Regions from separate parts of the Sus scrofa genome. Here region 1 is linked to region 2. Evidence: chromatin contacts called from public Hi-C data. All regions are on one chromosome and are shown on one strand. The core of a region is the stretch at or near the end of the contact, and the rest is flanking DNA. Distances in the headings are between cores, read along the strand shown.

What was found. A called contact is a pair of places that touch in the nucleus more often than the background predicts.
Region 1: a Hi-C map of liver shows a contact between it and region 2, with 5 times the contacts expected there. The contact joins the promoter of RAB1A here to the enhancer-like site in region 2. A contact is called at or near these places in 1 of 5 promoter capture datasets (liver), 9 of 47 Hi-C or Micro-C datasets (alveolar macrophages, embryonic fibroblasts, heart right ventricle and 2 more) and 1 of 2 datasets of contacts at active chromatin or transcription factors (alveolar macrophages).

Annotation. Positions count from the first base shown.
Region 1 is chr3:76,835,712-76,841,781 of Sscrofa11.1, reverse strand. It overlaps RAB1A (RAB1A, member RAS oncogene family), which reads right to left and starts at 4,109. Exons shown (of 6, transcript NM_001031787.1): 1 at 4,087-4,109. The coding sequence starts at 4,109.
Region 2 is chr3:76,776,393-76,782,061 of Sscrofa11.1, reverse strand. No RefSeq gene overlaps it. Among named protein-coding and RNA genes, the nearest start is that of ACTR2, 50 kb to the right of the region's middle. Within about 2 kb of position 3,536, at least 19 of the 83 cell types and tissues checked have an H3K27ac peak or open chromatin away from gene starts, as enhancers often do. A contact at or near this core is called in liver, where this site is marked.

The DNA.
Region 1 (6,070 bases), core at 2,860-5,359, 59 kb before region 2:
TCTAACTAAAAATAGTGTAAAAGGCAGTAACAATACACTTATTAATGAAATTACATTCTGTCAGACAGATAACAAAACTGATTAACTTCTTACTTTCAAACCCTTAAGTTAAAAGACAGATTTATCAAAAGCGCAGTGCTGGGGGGGAAAAAAAGCTAAATGTTCCTTGAATCTACTGTAACAGAAAACAAAGTTTAAGAGACTAAAACTTAAGCCATGATATTTAAAAGAGTTAAAAACAAGGTTACTTTTAAAATTTTATTTATTTATTTATTTATTTTTTTGGTCTTTCGTCTTTTGAGGGCTGCACCCACGGCATATGGAGGTTCCCAGGATAGAGGTCTAATCGGAGCTGTAGCCACTAGCCTACACCACAGCCACAGCAACACCAGTTGGGAACCGCATCTGCAATCTACACCACAGCTCAAGGCAACACTGGACCCTTAATCCACTGAGCGAGGCCAGGGATTGAACCCACAACCTCATGGTTCCTAGTCAGATTTGTTTCCACTGCACCATGATGGGAACTCCCAAGGTTAATTTTTTTAATGAAATTTTTCTGCATTAAACTATTTTATCCAAGTAGACCACTACATATATTCTTCTTACTGTAGTTAACTGGTATATTCATGATAGATACACATACTTTATTCTCAACACATTCCTCACAGATGAAGCAGCCAAAATGATTTTCTTGACACTAAAAAAAAAATCCACTAGAAGCTAATGGATTAGGAAAAATGTCTCTGGTATGAGAATCATGTTAAATATTTTTTAACCAGGGTGCCACAATAATCACTGCCTGCTTTGCCACCTCACTCAGAAAAATCAAAATCTTTCTTCAAATCTCCAGGGGAAAAAAAAAAGTCCTGATCCTTTTTATCTATTTTTTTCCTACCACTTCAGATTCCACATCCAGTTGTATTCTGTTTTTGTTTGTAGTACCTGAAGTTCAAATGAGTCAGTCATTACCTTAATTTCTACTATAAAAATAACGAAGGGTCACCATTTCTCCCAAATCAGCCAAATAACATGGAAAGTAGTCAGAGAAAGCTTAAAATTTAATCACTAATTGATGTATTTCTTATTCTCCTTACTACTAAACCAAAGATTACAACTTAAAGATCATAACATAAAAGCATTCAGAAATAAAACTACCAAGAGGTAATATATTTCATACCTATATACATCTAAAATCCTGTTCATACTAAGAAAACTAAACTTTTTCTTTTATCAAGAACTCATTTTCATTACCAAATTGAACAGCACTCATAAAGCAGATTTTAAAAGTTTCTAAAAGGATAAATAAATAGATGATGAACCAAAACAAAGAATATTTAGGTTGCACCTTTAAACATTATTACCTGGTATACTATTCTTTCATATTTGCATATATATAAAGTGCATGCTATAGCATACATTATAATGTACTATACTGTACCCGATATGCCATAAATAGCCATAAATATTAGCTATTAGGATAACATTGTGGAATCATGAAAGGCACTCATCCATTAAAAGTTTTAACTTAAGAAAAAAACATGATTTTAAAGTTTAGCACAAGGCTTAAAAGCAAATGGACTTGTATTTGGGTGATTAAACTCTAAGAATTTCTTTTTCTCTATTTTGCAATTTTTCTCTAATTACTTTTACGACGGTAACAAACTCTGTATTATATTAAAGACAAAAAGAAGAAACCACTTGAGTCAGATTGCTAAAAATCTACTTGCTAGTTGCTCTTGTGACCTTGCATAATAAAACACCACCTCCTCTCACCCTGCCACTAGTGCTTTTTCAAAGGTTTTCCCAAACTCTTAAGTGATTTTACTAGAAACTGTCTAGAATATAAATACAGTAGCCCACGTACTGGCATCCTCAATGCCATAAAAATATAAAAATTTCTGGGTTTGATTCTGTTGCGGCCATTAATCTAGAGTCCTCTAAAGAAAGAATGGTTTAGCACCGTATTTACTTAAGAATAACTATTCTTGCTATTTAACCATCGTTCTTTCTTCTTCCCCCTTGAACAATCCTCCTTATTCCCTCCTGCTTCTCCAAATCTATTGCTAATAATTCCTTTACTGGTTTGTTTTCTATAAAGTCTTCCTGAACCCTACTAGCCAAACATAACCCTACACTATTCTTTAAAATCTTGTTGTTCCAACCCATGCCACACATCTGGAACTTGCCATTTCTTCTGGTATTTAACATATATAAAATCTATCTTTTATATTCCATTATAAATTCCTTGAGGATAAGGATTACATTCCTAAATACTGGCACCACGGGAATGCCTTACATGATAATGATGTATATCACCCAGAGTGCTGTTACAATTTACCAAATTCTTTTACACATACTTGAGCCTCACAGCTACCCTGATAGAAATAATCACTATTGTCCTATTTTACAAAAGGGGAAACAGAATGATTCACAGTCTAAATCATTTGTCAGGGTTCTGTTCAGTTAATCCTCAAAACCTATTTACAGTACTAAACATAAGTAGCAAATACAAGAAACTTCCTGAATAGAAGACGAACTTCCATAAAATGGAAAATCCATGTACTTTATTGTTGCCAGGAAAACTAGTTAGGAACCTCAAGTTCAACTCTGCCCAACTATGCAAAACCAACTTTCTCCTTGGAGCCCTTAATAGGAAAGTGCCGACAGAGCAAATATGACACTATCAGAACACTATCCTCAACGTCTTAAAGTATACAAAGTTTTAATAAATTACTATGGCTTCTGTTTAGTACAAAAAAAGGGATATTTCAGCATCAAACCACAGTATTACAAAACTTGAAGTCAGAATGCATTTTGCAAGAGCCATGTGACACACACATGACAGTCAGCTAAACTGATGGGTGGACCTTTTTAGGGGAAAAGTTTAGCAGTAATTGACCGAAGAAGAAAATAAACTCAACATTTAGGACAAATACTGGGTTTTGCTTTAAAATAATTCTCCCCTCCCCCAAAGCCCTCTGACACTGAAGAGGAATAACAAATCTCCCCCAATTATTCATTAATGTACATATGCAAAATGTAGAAGGTTTTTTTTTTAGGGCCATTAATGAGAGCCCAATAAAGTCTTCCCAAGGAAAGTGAACACACCAGTTCCCAGAAAAGGTGCCAGGTGTGTCACATCTGCTGTGGCGACTTTTTGAGTAAGCAAGAAAAAGAAATGCATTAACTTTTCATGACATGTCATGGAACCTCATTCCCTATTTGCAAGCATTCAAGTAGGTAATCCAAAACCTACAGATCATAGGGCCCATTCGTTTCCCTTTCAACTTGGCAGAAAATTAAAATTCCCTTTAATTTGGTACCAACCAAAGATATCCCTAGGTTTTAGTGCTCCTGTTCTGTTTTTCTCTTGACCTATACAAGACAAAATGACTTCAGTGTCCTCTAAAAAAATTTCTCACAAATGCCAGGTTTTTAGGAAGGCAATGACCCGAGGAGTTGGTAAAGAACTCCAAGAAATAACTAAAAAAGAACTAAAAATTTTATATCGATTTTCACCATCTACTCATTCCCCTCAATCCCACGCAGTCCTGAAAAGCATCCATATTACCTGCAACCTGACGGGGAAGGTAGAAGTGAGAGCCAACAAGCTCAAGATTTACAAGTAAAGCTGGTTTCCACCCCGACGGTTCTGACAGCTCCGCAGGATGCGGGCGCAGGGTCTGACAGTGCCCTCTAGGAGAGTTCTCCCACCCATCTCCTCCCCTCAAAAACAAGTCCTCCTTCACAAACCACTGCTTCCAAAAGAAGCTACCCCTTCCCAACCCACCACCAACTCCCCAACGCCCCAACCCCCTTAACAGACTGTTCCTCCGCACCGACCTGGCACTCAGGCCCTCCAACCAGACTGGGTCCAGGCCAGGGCCGCTTACCCCTCCGGCCCGACCCCTCCCCCCGACCGCCCCTCCTCCGTCAAACAATGGGGCCCGACTCCCCGCCGCTAACCTGTCCTGCCCCATCACCTTCCCCTCATCCTGGCCAAGGCCCTCACTCTCCTCGCCCCCCCTAAGCTTTCCCGAGCTGGCCCACGGACACAGCCAACCGGTGCTCTCCTGCACTCACTATTCGGGATTCATGCTGGACATGTCACTGCAGCTGCTGCCGCCGCCGCCACCACCGCCGCCCTTGCTGCTGCAGCCGCCGCCCTGACTCTCCGCGCCACGGGTAGTCGAAGGAGAGGAATGAGATAGGCTGTTCCGGGAGAGCAAACGTCTTCCCCCCACTCCGTCCCCTTAGAACACAATCAGCAGCAGCCACCACTCAGCTGTCGCTTCCACCCAAAATGGCCGCCGGCGAACCAGGAAATAGGAAAGCCTTAGACCGAGGGGCCTTTACACAGCCCAAAGGGCGGCCGCACCGCGTGGCATGCCGGGAAAGAGAGTTGCAAGCTCGGCAGCAGGCGCTGGGGAACGACAATGCGGTGTCGCGATCCGGACTCAGCTTCCCGCCAAGCCCCGCGCCTCTGGGGCATGCGTATTTGAGGGGTTGTCGCCCGCCCCATGCCCCCCTATCTTACTCCCCCCGCTCCGCCCCTCCCTTCTCCCCTCCCCGCTGACTCGCTGGCTAGGACTTCGCTCGGACTCCCCCTAGCGGATTGGCTAAGGCCAAGAGGCCCTGGTGATGTCATCAGTGAGACGTGGCAGCCGGGCGAGTCAGCGCCCCACGGGGGAGGGGGAGGGGAGGGACAGAGGGCGGTGCCGGCCGCTGGCGGAAGAGGGGGGTGGGGAACAGGGCACCCGGAGGGTGGGGAGAGAGGTTGCACAGAATCCAAGGGGTAGCTCGAGTGCCGAGGCGCAGGGAAGGGGACAGTGGGGTTTTGAAGGACGCACCTGGCCGGTGCTACTTCCTGTGCGCCTTATGCTGGCCTGACCAGCTTGAGCCTTGAGCTTCCCTGCTGGTCCCAGGGCGTCCGCTCTAAGCATGGAAGAAGAGTCGAGGGGCCTCCACGGAAAACTTTGGGTCTCTGGAAAACACGAAGCCGTACTTTAAGTTCTCTTCCTCTCTCATGCAGCTCCACTGGGTCTGGTCATCGTCCAGTGTTGGCTACAGGCACTACCATTTTCTTACCATTCTCTTTCCAGCCCTACTCTGATCACCTCAGCCTGGATATTGCAGCACACTTGGCCGAGTGGACTATCTGCCTCTGTCTCTTCTCTGCCCTGGGCCGTTTTGCACCTATAACCAGATTTCACTTGCTGAAGTAACGTTTCCATCATTACCCACACGCCTCTCAGTGCCCCCACATTGTGTGGACCGGACACAACCTGGAGCCAGACAAAAATTCGTGATCTTTCTGCCCTGGCTCCAGCCTTTGGATTGAATTGTACTTGTTTTTAGTTATTTCATTCTGAGCCATTCTACAAGATTGGAAATTAATAACCGATAGTGCAGATCATCACTATATAATGCCTGGAAACTCCAGGAATAATAGTAACAAATTTTTTAAAAACCTTATGGTCTTAACAGCTCTCTTTAATTAGCTCAGGGATTCAAAACTCCACTAAACTTTAACACATTATCTCGGGTTACTTAATTACAAAGGGCATAGTATAATACATTGTCCAAAGTTTATCTTCCAACTTGTCCTAAGAACCAAGAAAATTATCTCCAAAGATTGATTGCAAAATTCCCATGACACCAAAATATGGAAAGAAGACAGTTCTTTTTTCTACCCACTTACTAACTATATGCCTTAAGGGACAAATTCCAGCATGTGCCTTAGTTGACAACCTCATCAAATAGTACACTAGAATTCCTGCTCATCATGTTGGCTTCCGAAATGAACATGGTCACCATTTCAAGAGAAGTACCCTGAGCAGATCAATGACAGACATCAAAAAGCGCATTATCCTGGACTCTTGTTCCTTTCTGCTTATTGTGATTTCACCGAAGGAAAAACTCAGAAAATCTGTGAAGAGTTCATCCTGAGCCAAAGATAAAAATTTTCACCTGTTCCTCTCCTTGGAAGTATATATACCCCTATAGTTCCTTTAGTTATTTATTTCCTTTCCCAACAAATAACTAGTAACTTTTAACCTAAGTAATG
Region 2 (5,669 bases), core at 2,287-4,786:
AGTCGGATTCGTTAGTCACTGCACCACAACAGGAACTCCCTGAATTATATAATTTTAAATGGTGAGTTTTATCATATGTGAGATATTTCCTAGTCAACAATACCTAGAAACAATTCCAGTAATAATTCGATTAAAAATGGGCAGAAGACCGAATAGACATTTTTTCCAAAAATATATACAGATGGCCAACAGACACATGAAAAGATGCTCAACTTTGTTAACCATCAGGAAAATGCAAATTAAAACCACAATGAGATATCATCTCACACATGTCATATGGCCGTCATCAAAAAGAACACACATAACAAAAGTTGGCAAGGATGGGGGGAAAAGGGAACCCTCATTGGTGGGAATGTAAATTGGTACACCACTGTGGAAAACAGTACGGAAGTTTCTCTAAGAACTAAAAACATAACTGCTATATGGCCCAGCGATTCCACACTTGAGAATCTATCCCAAAAAAGAAAACAAGAATTCAAAAAGAGAAATGCACACCAATGTTCGCAGCAACATTATTTATAATTACCATCAACCTAAGAGTCATCAGTAGATGAATGGATAAAGAAGGTGTGGTATATACATACAATGGAATACTATTCAGCCATAAAAGAGAATGGACTTCCCATTTGCAACAGCATGGATGAATTTTGGAGGGCATTATGCTAACTGAAATAATTCAGACAGAGAAAGACAAATACCATATAATATCACTAATCTGTGGAGTCTAAAAAATAAAAGCTATGAATATAACAAAAAGAAAATGAATTCACTGAAATAGAGAACAAACTAGTGGTTTACCAGTGGGGAGAGGGAAGGGGGAATGGGCAATACAGAGGCAGGGGATTAAGAGGTACAAACTATTATACAGAAAATAAGCTACAAGGACATTTAATAGAAGACAGGGATTATAGCCAATATTTTATATTAGCTATAAATGGAATGTAACCTTTAAAAATTTTGAATCACTGTGTTGTACACCTGAAACATCTATAATATTATAGAACAACTCTATTTCAATTTTCAAAAAGTCAGCAGAAGGGGATATTCCAAATATGGAAAGAGGATTGATATATCTTTGTGAATATACACTTGAGGATATAATATAATCTAAATCAGCAAGAGATGATGTCCTGGATCAAAGACTTAAATAAAATCTCAAAACCTTAAAAAAAAAATATATATATATATATATGAGCTCCCTGGTGGCTCAGTGGGCTAAGGATCCAGCATTATCACTTCTGTGGCTCTGATTATGCTGTGGCACAGGTTTGATCCCTGACCCGGGGATTGAACCCACACCTCTGCAGTGACCCAAGCTACTGCAGTCAGATTCCTAACCCAAGGCACCACAGCAGGAACTCCTTGTCTTTGCTTCTTAACCTTATGAAAATGAGGTCAGTCTATATATACTGCTTGTTTTCTTCACTTAGCTTCCTGAGGATATCCCACCAGGTCAATATATACAGGTTTCATTTGTATAAAGTTCATATATTTGATCTATCATAATTTATTTTTCCTTCAATCTGATGGTTTAAAAACGGCATCACAATATATCAAAACATCAAGTTGTACACCTTAAATATATATAATTTGTTTATGTCAACGATATCTTAAGAAAGTAGTTAAACTTACTATTTTGTTGTTTTTGTTGTTTGAAGTGCTCGTATCAGTATGTGTCTCTGTGAATTTTCATAGTCTGAGCACAACCCTGTAACCAACAGCCCAGGTTAAGAAACAGAACATTACTAGAACACATGCATCTCCTATGACCATTGCCATCTGTTACTATTACCATTGCCATCGTGTCACATTCCCCTTGAATCAATATATTTTAATCAAAGAAATGAAACATTGCAGTTAACACTGAAATCCCTTTGGACTTCAAATCCCATGTCTGTAACCCTCCTGTAGGTTCCTGGGCCCTGAAGCAACCACTCATAGATTGAGCACTTTTGTACTTTTCAGGCATATATTTACATGCATGTATTCATTGCATTTTCCTGACTGCCAGTGAGACAAACATCTTTTCCTGGTTCCTCTTCTACGAATTGCCTTTTCATAACACTGGCTTATTTTTCTATTGTGTTGTCTTTTGTTTATTAATCGATAGGAGGCTTAGTTTATTAAGATATTTACCATTTTCCGTCAATTTTGTGGCAAACATTTCCCCTCACCTTTTCTTTCCATTTTTATGATGTCTTTAATGTTGCAAAAATATTAATTTTTATGTAGTCAAACATACCTATGTTTTTTCTTTAACTTCTCTGAGTTTCCTGTCTTGCTTAAGATCTTCCCATTCCCAAGGTTATACAGATATTCTCTTATACATTCTTCTAATGTTTTATTATTTTACATATTTAGATTTGTTTGCAAAGTACCCCATTGCAACATCACATGGGATACATATGGATACCCTGGACTGGTTTGGGAGAGAGGTTTGAAAAACTCTCTTGAAAAACTAAATTGGAGCTACTTTTGCAAGCTACCTAGCATTTGATATTTTGTGAGCAGAAAGCTGAGAAACACTAACCATTTGATAAAATGAAATCAGATGAGGATTTGGGGGGCACACCTGTGACACAAGGAAGTTCCCAGGTCATGGACTGAACCCACATCACAGCTGTAACCAGAGCCACAGCAGTAACCAGAGCAACAGCACTGATAACACAGGATCCTCAACCCTCTGAGCCACCAGAGAACTCCTGATGAGGATTTTTAATTTTTTTATTTTATTTAATTTTTTTTCTTTTTAGGGCCACATCTGGCATGTGGAGTTTCCCAGGCTAGGGGTCTCATCAGAGCTACAGGTGCTGGCCTATGCTACAGCTTTAGCAGAGCCAGATTCCAGCCGTGTCTGCGACCTACACCATAGCTCATAGCAACACCGGATCCTTGACCCGCTGATCAAGGCCAGGGATCAAACCCGCATCCCCATAGATCCTCATCGGGTTCGTTAACCGCCCAGCCACGAGGGGAACTCCTGGATGAGGATTTTTTAATCTGTGACTTTTTTCCAGTGGTACTTGAAAAACGTGATAGTCCTAAAACTATTGTAGTTTCTTTCTAGGTAATGACAAGGTCCAGGAATGAGTATTAAGAATAGCTGAAAATAACTGTTTAAATTTAAATATCAGAGAAAGCTGTTTGGTGTTGGGCATTTCTTCACCAGGCTGGCTCCTTGCTTTGTTCTCCCTCAAAAGCAATGGATTTTTTTTTTAACACCAAAGGGGGAATGGAGGAAGTGAGGCAGCTAAAGAAAATGTCATTGCTCCCACTACCCTAAAACACACTGTATCTGATTTCACACTTTCCCAACAAGAAACAAAATGCGCCAACACCTTTCGCTGAAGCAGTCATCTTGAACTAACTTTGTAGAATACAGAGTTTGCACTTACTTGGTTAACAGTGGAGAACTGCTCAAAGTTTTTGAAGCAATTCACCGTAGCTCATTCCAAGTAGTTTAACCTGGCGGCCACAATGGGCTATAAACAGACGCTACCTATTGTAATTGAAATCCTCAGTAACGTTCCTGCGCGCCCCCTTCTGGCGGAGTGAACCCACCTCCCTGCGTGATCCATATTTATTGCAGCTGCGGCTAAGGCAGTCGTCGAGGGAAGGGAAGTTCGTATTGCAAAAAGGTAAAAACATTTAAATTTTTAAAGAATATTTTTCATCATTTTTTAGTAGAGAAATCGACAACTAATTCAACTCTGCTGGAAAGTTTCCCATGAGTTAGTCGAGGGGGGTAAACGGCCATTTTGGTTGGGCTTTTCTTAACAGCCTTTTGAAAACCTTTCTTGAAGGTCGTTTTTTTTTGTTTGGTCTTTTGTTTGTTTGTTTTTCCCTAACGGATCAGAGGGAAGCTTATTTAGTAAGATAACCAACAGCTGGACTGGATTGAGAAGGTACATGGAACTCCCCACCAAATTAAGGCGGCTGCAGTCTCTTTACTTTTGCTCCCTGATTTGGTTTACAAGGTTAGTCAACTACCCCTCACCACAGAGCACCTGGGTTAATGATTTATCTAACTGGGGTAGATACCATATGCCGTTGCAACACTGCAGTTTTTTTTTCCGCTTTTCCAAACTGGTCAGCTCTTGCACGTTGGTGACGTAGCTTAATGCTGTGTTACTAGACTGTTCTAGAACACATGTATATATTATGTTCACAATGCTGTGAGGAGCAACAGAGAACTTCCCTTTTTGATAACACTATGATGTTTCTGATAACCGTGAAAGGAAAAAAGAAAAAAGTGACCCAAAGAGACAAGATAGCATGTAGGTAAGGTTAAATCAGATTGGATCTCAGGTTTGAGGGCTTTAGGGCTGCACCCACAACATATGGAAGTTTTCAGGCTAGGGGTTGAATCAGAGCTACAACTGCCAGCCTACAGCCTATACCACAGCCACAGCAATGCCAGATCTGAGACGTGTCTGTGACCTACACCGCAGCTCACGACAATGCAGGCTCCTTAAGCCACTGAGGCAGGGATTGAACCCGCATCCTCATGGATACTAGTTGGATTTGCTTCCGCTACGCCCCAAGAGGAACTACTAAGGGCATTTTCAAAGTAAATTTTTATTGACGTGCCACATACAGAAAATTACACAGCAGGGATCATTAATGCACAGCATGAATTTCCACAAACTTCACACTCTTCTGTAATGTTCATAGATTATAAAACAGAACAGTATCACAACCCCAAGAGCCCTCCTGTCTCTGCTACCAGTCACAAAGCCCCCTAAGTTAATCATATCCTTCCTCTGACACCCTAGCTTAGTATTGCCTATTTTTGAACTTTATATTAATGGAATCATGTTTTGTTTGATATCTGGGTTCTCAGCTTTAAGTTTGTGAGCTTTATCTACATTGTTGCATGGAGCTGGAGTTTGTTCATTTTCATTGGTAGGTAACATTGTGCAGTGTGTGCATACCACAATTTATTTATCCCTTCTGTCATCGATGGGTATTGGGGTGGTTTGTAGCTTTGGATTATTGTGGATACTGCTTCTGTGAACATTCTTAAATATATATATGTGTATATATACACACACAAACATTTCTGTTGGACATGTATAACTAGGAATGGAGTTGCTGGGTAATATACATACAATTACATATGTATACAATACGCATGTGTATATATATATATATATTTAGCATTAGTAGATACTGCCAGTTTTCCAAAGGGATTGTATGACTAGTCTTTTGGCTCTGTATCTTCACCAGCCTAGTATTTTCTGTCTTTTTAATTTCAGCCATTCTAGGAGGTACATGGTAGTATTGCACTAAAGTCTGTTTGGTTGTTTTTTTAAAAAACTTTTCAGGAGTTCCTGCTGTGGCTCAGTGGTTAACAAACCTGACTAGTATCCATGAGGACATGGGTTTGATCCCTGGCCTCACTCAGTGGGTTAAGGATCCGGTGTTGCTGTGAGCTGTGGTGTAGGTTGCAGACATGGCTCGGATCCCATGTTGCTGTGGCTATGGTGTAGGCCAGCAGCTATAGCTCAGCTTCGACCCCTAGCCTGGGAACCTGTATATGCTGCGGGTGTGGCCCTAAAAAGACAAAAACAAAAAAACAAAACAAAAAAAACCCAAAACTTTTTATTGAAGTATACCATACATAAAAGTATACCTCATTTTATTGCACTTTACAGATATTGTGTTTT